2 separate regions of the Mus musculus genome follow, and region 1 is linked to region 2. A link is a contact called in public Micro-C data. All regions are on one chromosome and are shown on one strand. The core of a region is the stretch at or near the end of the contact, and the rest is flanking DNA. Distances in the headings are between cores, read along the strand shown.

Region 1 (5,555 bases), core at 1,612-4,111, 350 kb after region 2:
GTGAGCACTTTAAAAACATCAGATAGCTCTTTACCATGAACAGAGAAAAGTCTTGGCTATTTTAAGCTGAGTAAGTATCAGCATGCTTTAAGGACGGGCTTAAGGTGTTAAGTTATTGTAATAACTCCGACACAAGAAATTCCACTGACAATACTGACAAGAAAGACATGTTTGAGAGTATCCTTGTGACAGCTCAATAAAGCCAATGCCTCCATGTTCCTGTGCATGTGTGCACATGTGCTTAACTCTCCAGTTGATTTGTACCATGGTTTGTAGATCTGATACTTCAGAAGTCCATACTAGAGTATCATCCACACAGCTTCTTACAAATACGTTTGGCAGCTTAGAAATGGACAGCTTTACACTTTCCCACTATACTAAATAGGATCCAAAGCCATCTGTGGGTCTGTTAAAATCCATTTCACTCTTGCGTCATGATTTCATGTCTTATTTTCTCAGTTTGCAAAATAGATCTTATATGGCTATGGGATTCCTTTCCAACCTCAGGACGAGTTCACTTCACTCTGTATTAATACCGATAGCGTTATTTTCATAAAGATTTAGATCATTCACTTTCAACTTTCAGAACTGCAGAATGTATGAAAGACATAAGAGTACAGAATTGGTTATTAAGTTATTTAAGTACTCCACAGTCATTCACTGCATGAATAACCAGCACATAATTGTCCCTGTTTTGTTGACTAACTATTTGATTTTTAATCTTCCCTAAAAGGCCCTCCTGAGCCTAGTTCTTCTCTCTCCACCTTCTCTTCTACTGCTCCATCAATAACTCCCATTACACTGGCTTATTCACACTTGATTCACACTTATTCACATTTGATGCTAAGGTCCTTTGTGGTTTCCTTGGCTCTCCTCTCAATATGGGATGTCTTCCTGTACACCTTGTGTCTTTGCCCATGCATCACATTAACAATTAAGCCTTATCTAATCATTGTCTATGAAATAACCCCCTTACCACATCTCTTCTGATATACTTTGTTACTTTTCTCCACAGTGTGTCTCACCATCTATCTTATTAAGTATTTTATGTATCTAGTCGTCTGTGTTCTTTCTGCCTCCTGCTAGTGTGTAAACTCTGGGCTTTGTTTATGTCTTTGCCCTACCCCAACAGGATGGAACTATGTCTGGTACATGGTAAATGCTCACTGATATTTGTCAGTTGAAGTAACTTTTGGCGTTAATAGGATTCAGTCTTTCCTCGGGGTAAATTATCATACAGAGAGAATATGGAAATAATCATTAAATGGTGAGAATCACATACCACACAAGAGGCTTCATATTGCTTCCCCAGTTTAGGCCTCAAAAATGCACTGAAAAATTAGTAAAGGTTTTTGTTATAAACATGAGCAAAACTATTTTTAAGGCATCTCTATGACATATTTTTCAATGACTAGGGCATGGCGGTATGAAACTCAGACTTCATGCTTCTGTATCGCTTGTTGATGAGCAGATATTGGATAGCTGACAACATTTGCTATTACACATTAATTACACACACGAAAAAGACTTTGCTCTTCATAATTTCCCATGCCGCTCTTATTTTGAAGACTTTTTTCTTAACTATTAAAATTCTAAATCGTCCATGGTCAGAATTGGTGCATTCCCCGTGCATGCAGTTATCTTTCAAACTGAAAAATGAGCTCGGATGTGGGTCATAATTCCCAGCGTCTTATTTTTATATGTACTCAATTTCTAAAATAACGAGAAAGCCCTTTACTGTTTATTGGCCGGGGTGTCAGGCCTGGCCAGGTGAAAGAAATCTATCAAAAATCATTTTGCCCAGGGGCTTTAACCATGAAGACGAGGCTGGCTGTATCCAAGCAAACATGGTTAACAAGTGGGCACAGCAGACATGCCAAACAAGCTAGAAAACAACAGGTCACCAGGCAAGGATTACAGCAGGAGATGGAGGGGGAATTGGAGGCGCAAGCTGGTTCAGTCCCAATTACCTTCCTAGCTCCCCGCCCCCTCTGCCCAGGCTCTCTGCCCTCCCATCCCTACCTCCTCAATAATGTATATATTTATTAGAAAACTGACAATCTGCTTGTTGTCAAACTTCAGTGAGATCTATCTATATTTTTTCATGCGTGCTTTTAAGTGGGTGCAGAGGGCTGTCTTTCCACCCTAGAGACGTTGCTAGCTGCAGGCTGCGGCACGGCCTCAGTGGCGGGGTTGGTTGCGGTGGCGACGACCCGGCGACCCCCCGAGCGCCACCTCTTGCCCCGCGCCCCTCACCTGGTTTGCCGCCACAGGAAGGTCTGGATGGGCAGAGGGATGCCGCGGCCGCCGTCCTGCTCCTGGCCCTCGGAGCTCTTCCTCTTCACCATGATGGTGGCTCCCGGGAGTCCTACCGCAGAACCCAGCGCGGGTTCCTCGCCGGCCGCCGCCGCCTCCTCGTCGCGCTGCTCCCCCCAGCTCTCATCCCCTCCTTCCCCGAGGCAGAGGCGGCTCTCCTCGCCGCCGGCCCCCGGCTCTCGCCCCTTCCCCCAGCCCTCCCCGCGCGCGGAACATGGCTGATGGAGGAGGGGAGGGCCGGAGGAGCGGCGCGGCGCGGAGGGGGGCGCTCGGAGCAGACGGCCGGCCCGCCGCCCCCGCGCCCTGCTTTCAGCACCTCCCACTGTGGACAGCGGCCCGCGCGGGGCAGCCCAGCCGCGGAGCAGAGCCGGGGGCCGGGGCTGCAGCTGCGGGGTGGCCGCGGGAGTCCACGCTCCGCATGGCACGGGCACGCCGGTCCCCCACGCGGCCTCTTCGGCACCCAGGGTTCTGCTTGCTCCTCTCGGAGTGCACCCCAGCAGTGTCCCCTGTCCTGCTTCCCAACCTCTGCGTCCGAAGGAAGGACTGTCGACCTCTGGGGAGGAGGAGCTTTGGAGAGCCGCAGAGCTCTGGCATCATTCGCACCTCTTGCAAAGAGGTCAGCAGTCCATCTCGGGTTTAGCAAGAAGGCAGGGGGGAATTGCTAGAAAATGAAATCAGGGCAGGAGGCTGGCTTGGCAAGTGGGAGGAAACTGAGAAGTTTTCCTATGTGAGAATTTGTTTTTACTGATAACTGCGAAGAAGTCTCCCGGGCTTGATTTACTAAAGCAGGGTGGGACAAACTACCCAGCTGTGGGTTTCCGCTAGTTGCAAACTGGGAGGCAACGTTTGAATCACACGAAGCATTATTTTTATAGGTCGTTAAATGCACTTTGGTGATCTTGTTCTCACTGCTGCCATGTTCCTTCCGTGTATAAACGTCCGCGTAATTTATAGCTGTATTCCTTTAACAAGTATTATCTAACATTGAGGCAAGTGGGGGTGAGGTGAGGTTGGATGACGCAGCCCGACTTCAAAACCAATGCTGTAGACTTATCTATTTGCAAACATTCAAAACAAAAGAAAACAAACAACATACAACAACAACAAAACATAGCAAACATGTTATTTAAACGGAGATGAGTGTACAACTTGAAATGACAAGTCAGATCTTCGGCCTTTATCTTAGGAGCTAGGACATGACATCCTCTGTTAACAACTCGCATAACCCACATGGAGAAAACTATGATACATAGTGATCTTAAGGACCCAGAAATAAACTTTTTATTTACCTTCTTGAAGGTAAATAAGGATCTAAAAAATAAGTATTTTACTTTAGATAGTGTCTTGCTAGGGAGCCCAAGCTTCCCTCAAACAATCACCTACCTCCCATCTCATTTGTCCTAGTGCCAGGATTGGAGAGATGCACACCCAGCAAAATATAGATCTTAAAACATACTAAGATAGAAACCAGATAAAGTGTGTTTGATGGATATTTATTAAGTGTATTTATGCCAGGAACTGTATTTATGTTGATTCCTGTTCACAAAAGGCTCCCAGTGTTTAAGGGAAGACAGCCATATGCAGAGAAGAGTTTATAGCAAACATGAGCATAAGTTCAGTTGTGAGCAGACAAGGAAGAAGATACAGGCAGGTATCGGTTGTTGGAAAGGAACCTTCCTGCCAGTGAAATGAAATCGTGAAATGAAATCGTCCTTTCCTTTTTGTGTGGTTGATGTGAAAAGGGTAAACAGGGGAACTAGAAAAGTGTGCTTTGATAGCCCAAGTCAATGTCGTGATACAAAATTACAAGCTAGACATAATAGGACGTGATAGACAAGTGGGTATGGGGTGGGGGTGGGGGACCAGCAGAGGCAAAGTACTTAAGGTTTGAACTAGATGGTTTGGGCTCTAACCCACTGTGTGCTAGATATATACCCTTTGGAAAGAAAAAGCTTTGCCAAGGCCTCTAATGATGACAAGATGCTAATAGTCTATTGACTATTCTGCCATCAGAAAATACCAACCAAATCTTCAAGTTTTGACAATTAAATAGATAGTGATTTCGTTTAAAAAGAAGAAAAGAATATGCAAGGAAGGGCATGTGCCTGAGTATGTGGTGGTGACTGTGGGGATGTTAACAAGTTATTCTGGGTTCTTCATTGTAAATTCCAACGACCATCACGAGGAGTCAGCTACACAGGTACATGTGGACTTCAGACGACACAGTAGGAAGACCGATTTTGTGGTTTATATTATATAGAATGTCACTGAAACTTGATAGTAGATGAGATTCAGGTTAATATGCAGGAGATAAAAGATGAACTTGATTTGGAAATATAGGAGATATCAGCTTTAGTATATGATCAGAAAGGACACTGTCAAAAGGAGACAGCTTAGGCTAAAATAATGTCCACTAGTAGAATTCGAAAGAAGTCTCAAAGACTCCCATTCTTTTCTGTTCCCACATATTTTCTCCTAGAACCTCAATGAAACTCTACTTTGAATGATGCTATGAAATGGTTTATACAAACCTTCTGTGTTTAACAATATTAATAGGCTTTGTGTTTTAGATAAGTTTCAAGCTAATAATTAATAATAATAATAAAAAAGAACAGACACTGCCAAGTTCCCATATTCTCCTTTGCCCTCCACTCACAGCTTTTTTTCCATTATTAAAATGTTACATTATTATGAATAAGGCTGCTATGAACATAGTGGAGCAGGAGTTCTTATTACCAGTTGGAACTTCTTCTGGGTATATGCCCAGGAGAGGTATTGCTGGATCTTCCGGTAGTATTGTGTCCAATTTTCTGAGGAACCTCCAGACTGACTTCCAGAGTGGTTGTACAAGCTTGCAATCCCACCAGCAATGGAGGAGTGTTCCTTTTTCTCCACATCCTCGCCTGCATCTGCTGTCACCTGAATTTTTGATCTTAGCCATTCTGACTGGTGTGAGGTGGAATCTCAGGGTTGTTTTGATTTGCATTTCCCTGATGATTAAGGATGTTGAACATTTTTTCAGGTGCTTCTCAGCCATTCGATATTCCTCAGTAGAGACTTATTTATAATAGCCAGAAGCTGGAAAGAACCCAGATGTCCCTCAACAGAAGAATGGATACAGAAAATATGGTACATTTACACAATGGAGTACTACGCAACAGTTAAAAACAATGGATTTATGAAATCCTTGGACAAATGGAGGTACCTGGAGGATATCATCCTTAGTGAGGTAACCCAAT
Region 2 (5,288 bases), core at 1,700-4,199:
AATCTGTGTTATGCTGGATGGTGAAGTACTGGGAAGAAATGTGGACAGGAGGGGAACACAAAAGGCTATGTTTGTAATCCACTCTTGGCGGAGAGCTGCTTGAAGCCAGCGCTGATCTTTATCTCTCGCATTTATCACGGTGTCAGCTGGATCCTAAGTGCGGCAGCAGTGTTTCCTGACTGGAAGAAGTGACTGAGTGGATGCCAGTGCCGGCTTTATCTCATGAAATCATGGCAATACTGCTTACCTGGGTGCTTTCACGGGCTCCCAGTCAGGTCATAATTATGTCAGCAAGAACTGTGCCCTTCTCTTCTCCTTGCTGTTGCTGGATTTTTACACCTTTCTCTTCTCCCTCTCCTTAACCAATAATATATTTTTTTCTTGGAAACCAGCTTTCTTTTAATGTATCTTTAAAATAATAGATACTTGATTTTTAAGAATACATGAATCCTTTCAGTATTGTGCTAAGTAAAATAGGAAAACATTTGACAAGTGTCTTATAATATCAATTTTTAGAATTTAAGGTATTCTAAGGTCACTTGGAAAACTGGCATGCTTATATTACATGGAGCAGAAAACATGACTTAGAATCCTGTTCAGTGTCAAGGAACAATGTGCTTAGTGTGTAATTAAGTGAGTTAAAATAACCTCTGTGCAGTGCCATTTCATACATATGAACTACAGCAGGTTACAGAAATCACTGAGTTTTCTTCCTTGTGCTTTTTACAAAATAAATTTCCAGCTTGTGGTATTACACATTCTTTTCTTATTACTTTTCCTTATTACTTTTGAAGTATCATGAAATTGAATGTAAAAGGAAAAGGAAAGTGTTACATACATGATGGTTTCATATTTTGCTATATCTATGTAAGGTCTACATAGTCTGGCAGACTGAGGCTAGCTATAAGATGCAAGGATTACCCCAGTGTTGGAAAACAACCTATTTCCTACCGTGTTTGATGAACAAATGAGATACTACAGTTAAAAGCTTGTTGTAGATTTCTATGAATTTTGCAAAGTTTACTATGCTTTGCAAATATAAGCACCCTGCTGCTCTGTCCCCCTTATGAGTATAAATATCACCACAAAATATGTTTTCAGTACACATTTGGTTAACTTACAAGGATTTTGCTTTGGTAATAAGCAATTACTTCACAGGGACAAAGTAACCTTTTTTTTTTTGTTTTTGTTTTGTTTTTTTGGAGACAGGGTTTCTCTGTATGTATAGCCCTGGCTGTCCTGGAACTCACTTTGTAGACTAGGCAGGCCTCGAACTCAGAAATCCACCTGCCTCTGCCTCCCAGGTGCTGGCATTAAAGGCGTGCACCACCACACCTGGCTTGACAAAGTAACCTGTAGGCTCCATAATTACCCCAGCTTTAAATTTGAATTCCTTGTCAGTCATTACTCTGCTAGATACTGAGTGTAGGGCCTCCTTCACCCATGCTAGGCAAGCGCCCTCTCTTGTCTATGATTTAACAATGTAAGAGACAGTGTTGTTTTCTGCTCCAATAGTTGGATGCATATCATCTCCACCTAAGGGTACTGCTTTCTAAGTTATTCATGCCTTCCTCCCATTTTTTTTTTTTTTGTGAAGCCTTTAAAATGAATGCCCAGGTGAATACAGGATCTTAGAACTGCTTGATCACCGTTGACTTCTCAAACGGCTATACATCCACTGTGCAGTTTTGTTTTGGGTTTAGACACAGTCTCAGTATGTCGCTATGATTATCCTGGACCTAACCACTAGACTAGGCTGGCCCACCTGTGCCTGGGATTAAAGGTTTGTACCATCACTCCAGACCCTACCACATTCTTTAAGTGTTTTACCCATCCCTTTAAATATGACAAATATCCAGTGTTTACTTTTTCCTCCAACACACTGTTAGTCCATGATTTTTAATTGAATGAAGGCAAATCTATTTTCTGGACTGCCCATCCTTGACCCATATTGAGCAATTATTGTTCTGAGTAATTTTTATAACCATTTTCCCTACTGTAGGCAGTTTATCATAAAAATTATTTCAGCTATTTATTCATGTACTAGAAAAAGAAAGAACAGTTAATTTTCCAACTCTGGTAATGTCTTAAGTATTGCTTCTTTATGACTTCAATTCTATACACTCCTGCCTGTAAGCCCTTCCAAATAAATAAGGTAGAAGTGATATATCGATCTAAAAATTCTAGTGCCTTTTCACTTCCTACAGCATTCTAGTGAAAATCTGCTTAGCAAAGCGTCTAATCTATTATCTAAGGAGCTATATTTAGGCTATCGTTTTTTTCTCAAGCATCAAGTTCAAGCCTGGGGAAATGCCCGGGTGCGTTTAACGGTGGTGAGCTGCGAGCTGCGAGCTGGGCCAGGTGCAAGACTCGCTCGCAGAGATGTTTCTGTCTCTAGCCAACTGTTTCCATTAAAATCCCGCTGGTCTGCGCTACCTCAGAGTTAACTGCAGAGCTCCTTAATCATAAGCTAACTCAAATGTATCCATGGCAGGTCTGCCACCTATTTTAAGGTCCTCAGAGGTCCGACAGAGCATGACTCGGGATCGAGCCTCTGGGACCCATAGAAGCAAAAGGTTGGAGCGTTGAGGGCTGCTTAACCCTCGGCCTGGCCAGGACGGCCCTGCCCGCCCGGAGTTTCCAGGTCTTATTTTCCTGTAACAGACCTAAAGAAACCGCAGCGCCCCGCAGCACGGCCGGCGGGGTGACTTTTGCGGGCTGGCACCGGGGTGGAGAGAGCGCGGGACAACGGCGGCGCGGAACGCACTGGGAGCCGGCAGAGTTCGGCCACCGCGCTCAGGCTGCTTTCAGAACGCTCCCAGCGGCTTCCGCGGGCCCCGCCCCCGCCGGGGTTTCCCCGCCGCCCGTCTCATTTGCATGGCGCGCCCCTCCCCCGCTGCCATTGGCCGGCGCCGGGCCCCGCCCTCCCCCACTCCCCTCCCTCCGCCGTAGGGTTCCGTCCCCCGAGCGCCCGGAGCTGCGGGCAGCGGGCGGACTGTTAAACCGCGGCGGCGGCGTCAGCCGGGGCGGGAGCGGGGCGCGCTCTGGAGACGAGTCGGCGGCGCCCCGGGTGGGGGGAGGCGGGCGGACAGCTAGAGATCGCCTCGGCGGCCCCCACCACGGCCGGACCGAAGGTGCGGCGGCGGAGGGCAGCCAGGGCGCCCCAGCAGGCGAGTGGCCGGCGTCGCAGCGGCGGGCTGAGGGGGGTGGGTCTCCTCGGCGGGGGACGGCGGCGGCGCGGGGCGGGAAAGAGCGGAGAAGACCGCCGGGTGGACTCGCGGGCTCGGCGTCCGCCGGGCAGCCCCCTTTGCACCCCGAACCCTGCTTGCCGTTGGACTGCGGGCCCCGGCACAAGACCGTGCTTTGGGGCAGGGGTCGGACCGCAGCCAAATTTAAACGGCTAAACCTAACAGCCTTGGCAGACACGGCGGGGAGGGGAGGGCGGGGCAGGGGGCGGGCCTGGATTCGAGTCACGTGGGGATGGGGCGGGGCTTGGCAGGCCTCCCTTTTGTTTTGGCTGGCGCGTGCGCAGAAGGCGGAACACGTGGTTTTTCTTGGGCACGCCCTCTCCCTCCCCCCCCCCCCGCCCCCCGCAAGGCTGGAGCAGCGGCGCCTGTCCTGGGGGTGTGGGGCGCTCTGTGGGAAGCTTTCCGTAACGCTGAGCTTGGCTGGCCAGCGGCGACATTAATTTCTTCTTATTTGGGGCCGTTATGGATTTGGCCTTTAGAATTGTTTGGGGTGGAAGGGAGTGTTGTGGTTTATTGAAAGGTAACCGGTCCGAGTTGGTGTTGCTGCTTGTGCCCAAGAGGGGAGAGGGCTAGCTTTAAAAAAAGAAACAGCGTTTGGTAAGGAGAAATAAATGCAGGACGGTGTTGTGTGGTCCCAAATCGGGGAAGGAGCTGTTGGGATCTGCCTTGCGAGGAGCGGGCGCTGCGTGGGCGTCCTCGGTACCCCCGCAGAAGGCGCGGTGGCGGTTCCCTGTCCTCGCTGTTCCCATCGCGGGTTCCCGGGAGACTGGAGTTGTGGGAGTCACCTTCTGGCTTTGATTCCCCCAGCTTGGACGCAGAATGTGCCGGAGAGACTAAGAAAGATTGGCCGCCGCCGCCGCCTTTAATAGTTTAACTTTGTGTTTGTAGAAAGGTTTTTAAATCCTGATTGGATAGGGCAAGTTTGATAGCAACATAACTTCCCCGAAACTGTTCCTGAGCACAGCTGGCAAAACAGGCAGGATTTGAGGGTAGAAGTAGTTCTAAAAATAATTCGACAGTGGAGGGGGAAAAGCGCAGGTGTGGAACGCAGACTGTTTAGTAATGCCGGGGGTTGATTTCTGCGGTTTCCAGAGAGCTAACTAGCCGTTTCCTTGGGCAAGTCACAGCCTTGCTGATACATCTGTTTCCTCTGGAAAACCGTTTCGTAATACAGTTCCTGCCTTAAAAGAGTGTAATGAAGATCACGTGCCTTGTGTTAGTGAGCATAAATCACCACGTAATGTGGTGGTGTAACATAACGTCAGTTTTTAACAAAGCTAGCATATTTTTGGAATTTTAAGAATAAGCCGTGAAGTAAGATATTTGATTTTCGCCAGATCTGTTGCACTTTTTGTGTTGTTTCTGGCCATGTAACCAGGCTGGCCTCCGGACTTGCTGTGTAATCCAGGTCCCCTTTAGAGCTGACCTAGGAACGTGTGCCTAACTGCTGTAACTTTAAGTTTCTCTTCACGGTTTGAAAGATCACTGTCAAGGTCTGCTATCACTTCTTATCTATGTATAATTTTCCCTAAAACTGGAGAGCATGCGTTTTCAGTTAATTTAAAAGTAGAAATATTAAATATTCTCTGAAAAACGATTTTAATAACTGCTTAACATTTTCATCATTTGAGTATATTTTTAGTTTTTCCTATTGGCAGATGTTTGGGGTTTTTCTAATATTTTGTGTAAATTATTACACAAGTCTTTGAAATAGTATACTCCCCTTTCCCCATTAGATTTATAGGAGTCTGAGCCGGTTTTTAAAGTTTTTATGCTCTTGTGACACCCCAATTTTGAGCATGTATTAATTTACTCATAGAGGTATAAATGTGTCTCCTGCCATAGCCTAGTTCATCACCCAGGATTGGCTATATGGGGAAAACCTTGTTGTCCACTCCCACTCCCACACTGACCTGTATGTGGTATCTGGTGCATTTCCTAACTTACTGTTAGGTATTTGAGAGAAAACTTCATATTCACATGAGTATAGCAAATAGTGGATGTCTAGTAAAGACTTGCCGATTGGCTGCAAATATTTAA

What was found. Hi-C and Micro-C count contacts between places; a contact is called where the count stands out from the background.
Region 1: a contact with region 2 is called in a Micro-C map of embryonic stem cells, with 6 times the contacts expected there. The contact joins the promoter of Unc80 here to the promoter of Kansl1l in region 2. A contact is called at or near these places in 3 of 39 promoter capture datasets (cranial neural crest, embryonic stem cells and hippocampal neurons), 3 of 484 Hi-C or Micro-C datasets (all in embryonic stem cells) and 1 of 115 datasets of contacts at active chromatin or transcription factors (embryonic stem cells).

What each region holds. Positions count from the first base shown.
Region 1 is chr1:66,465,240-66,470,794 of GRCm38.p6, reverse strand. It overlaps Unc80 (unc-80, NALCN activator), which reads right to left and starts at 2,861. Exons shown (of 65, transcript NM_001368824.1): 1 at 2,257-2,861; 2 at 1,283-1,331. The coding sequence starts at 2,348.
Region 2 is chr1:66,815,256-66,820,543 of GRCm38.p6, reverse strand. It overlaps Kansl1l (KAT8 regulatory NSL complex subunit 1-like), which reads left to right and starts at 2,949. Exons shown (of 15, transcript NM_001122738.1): 1 at 2,949-3,170.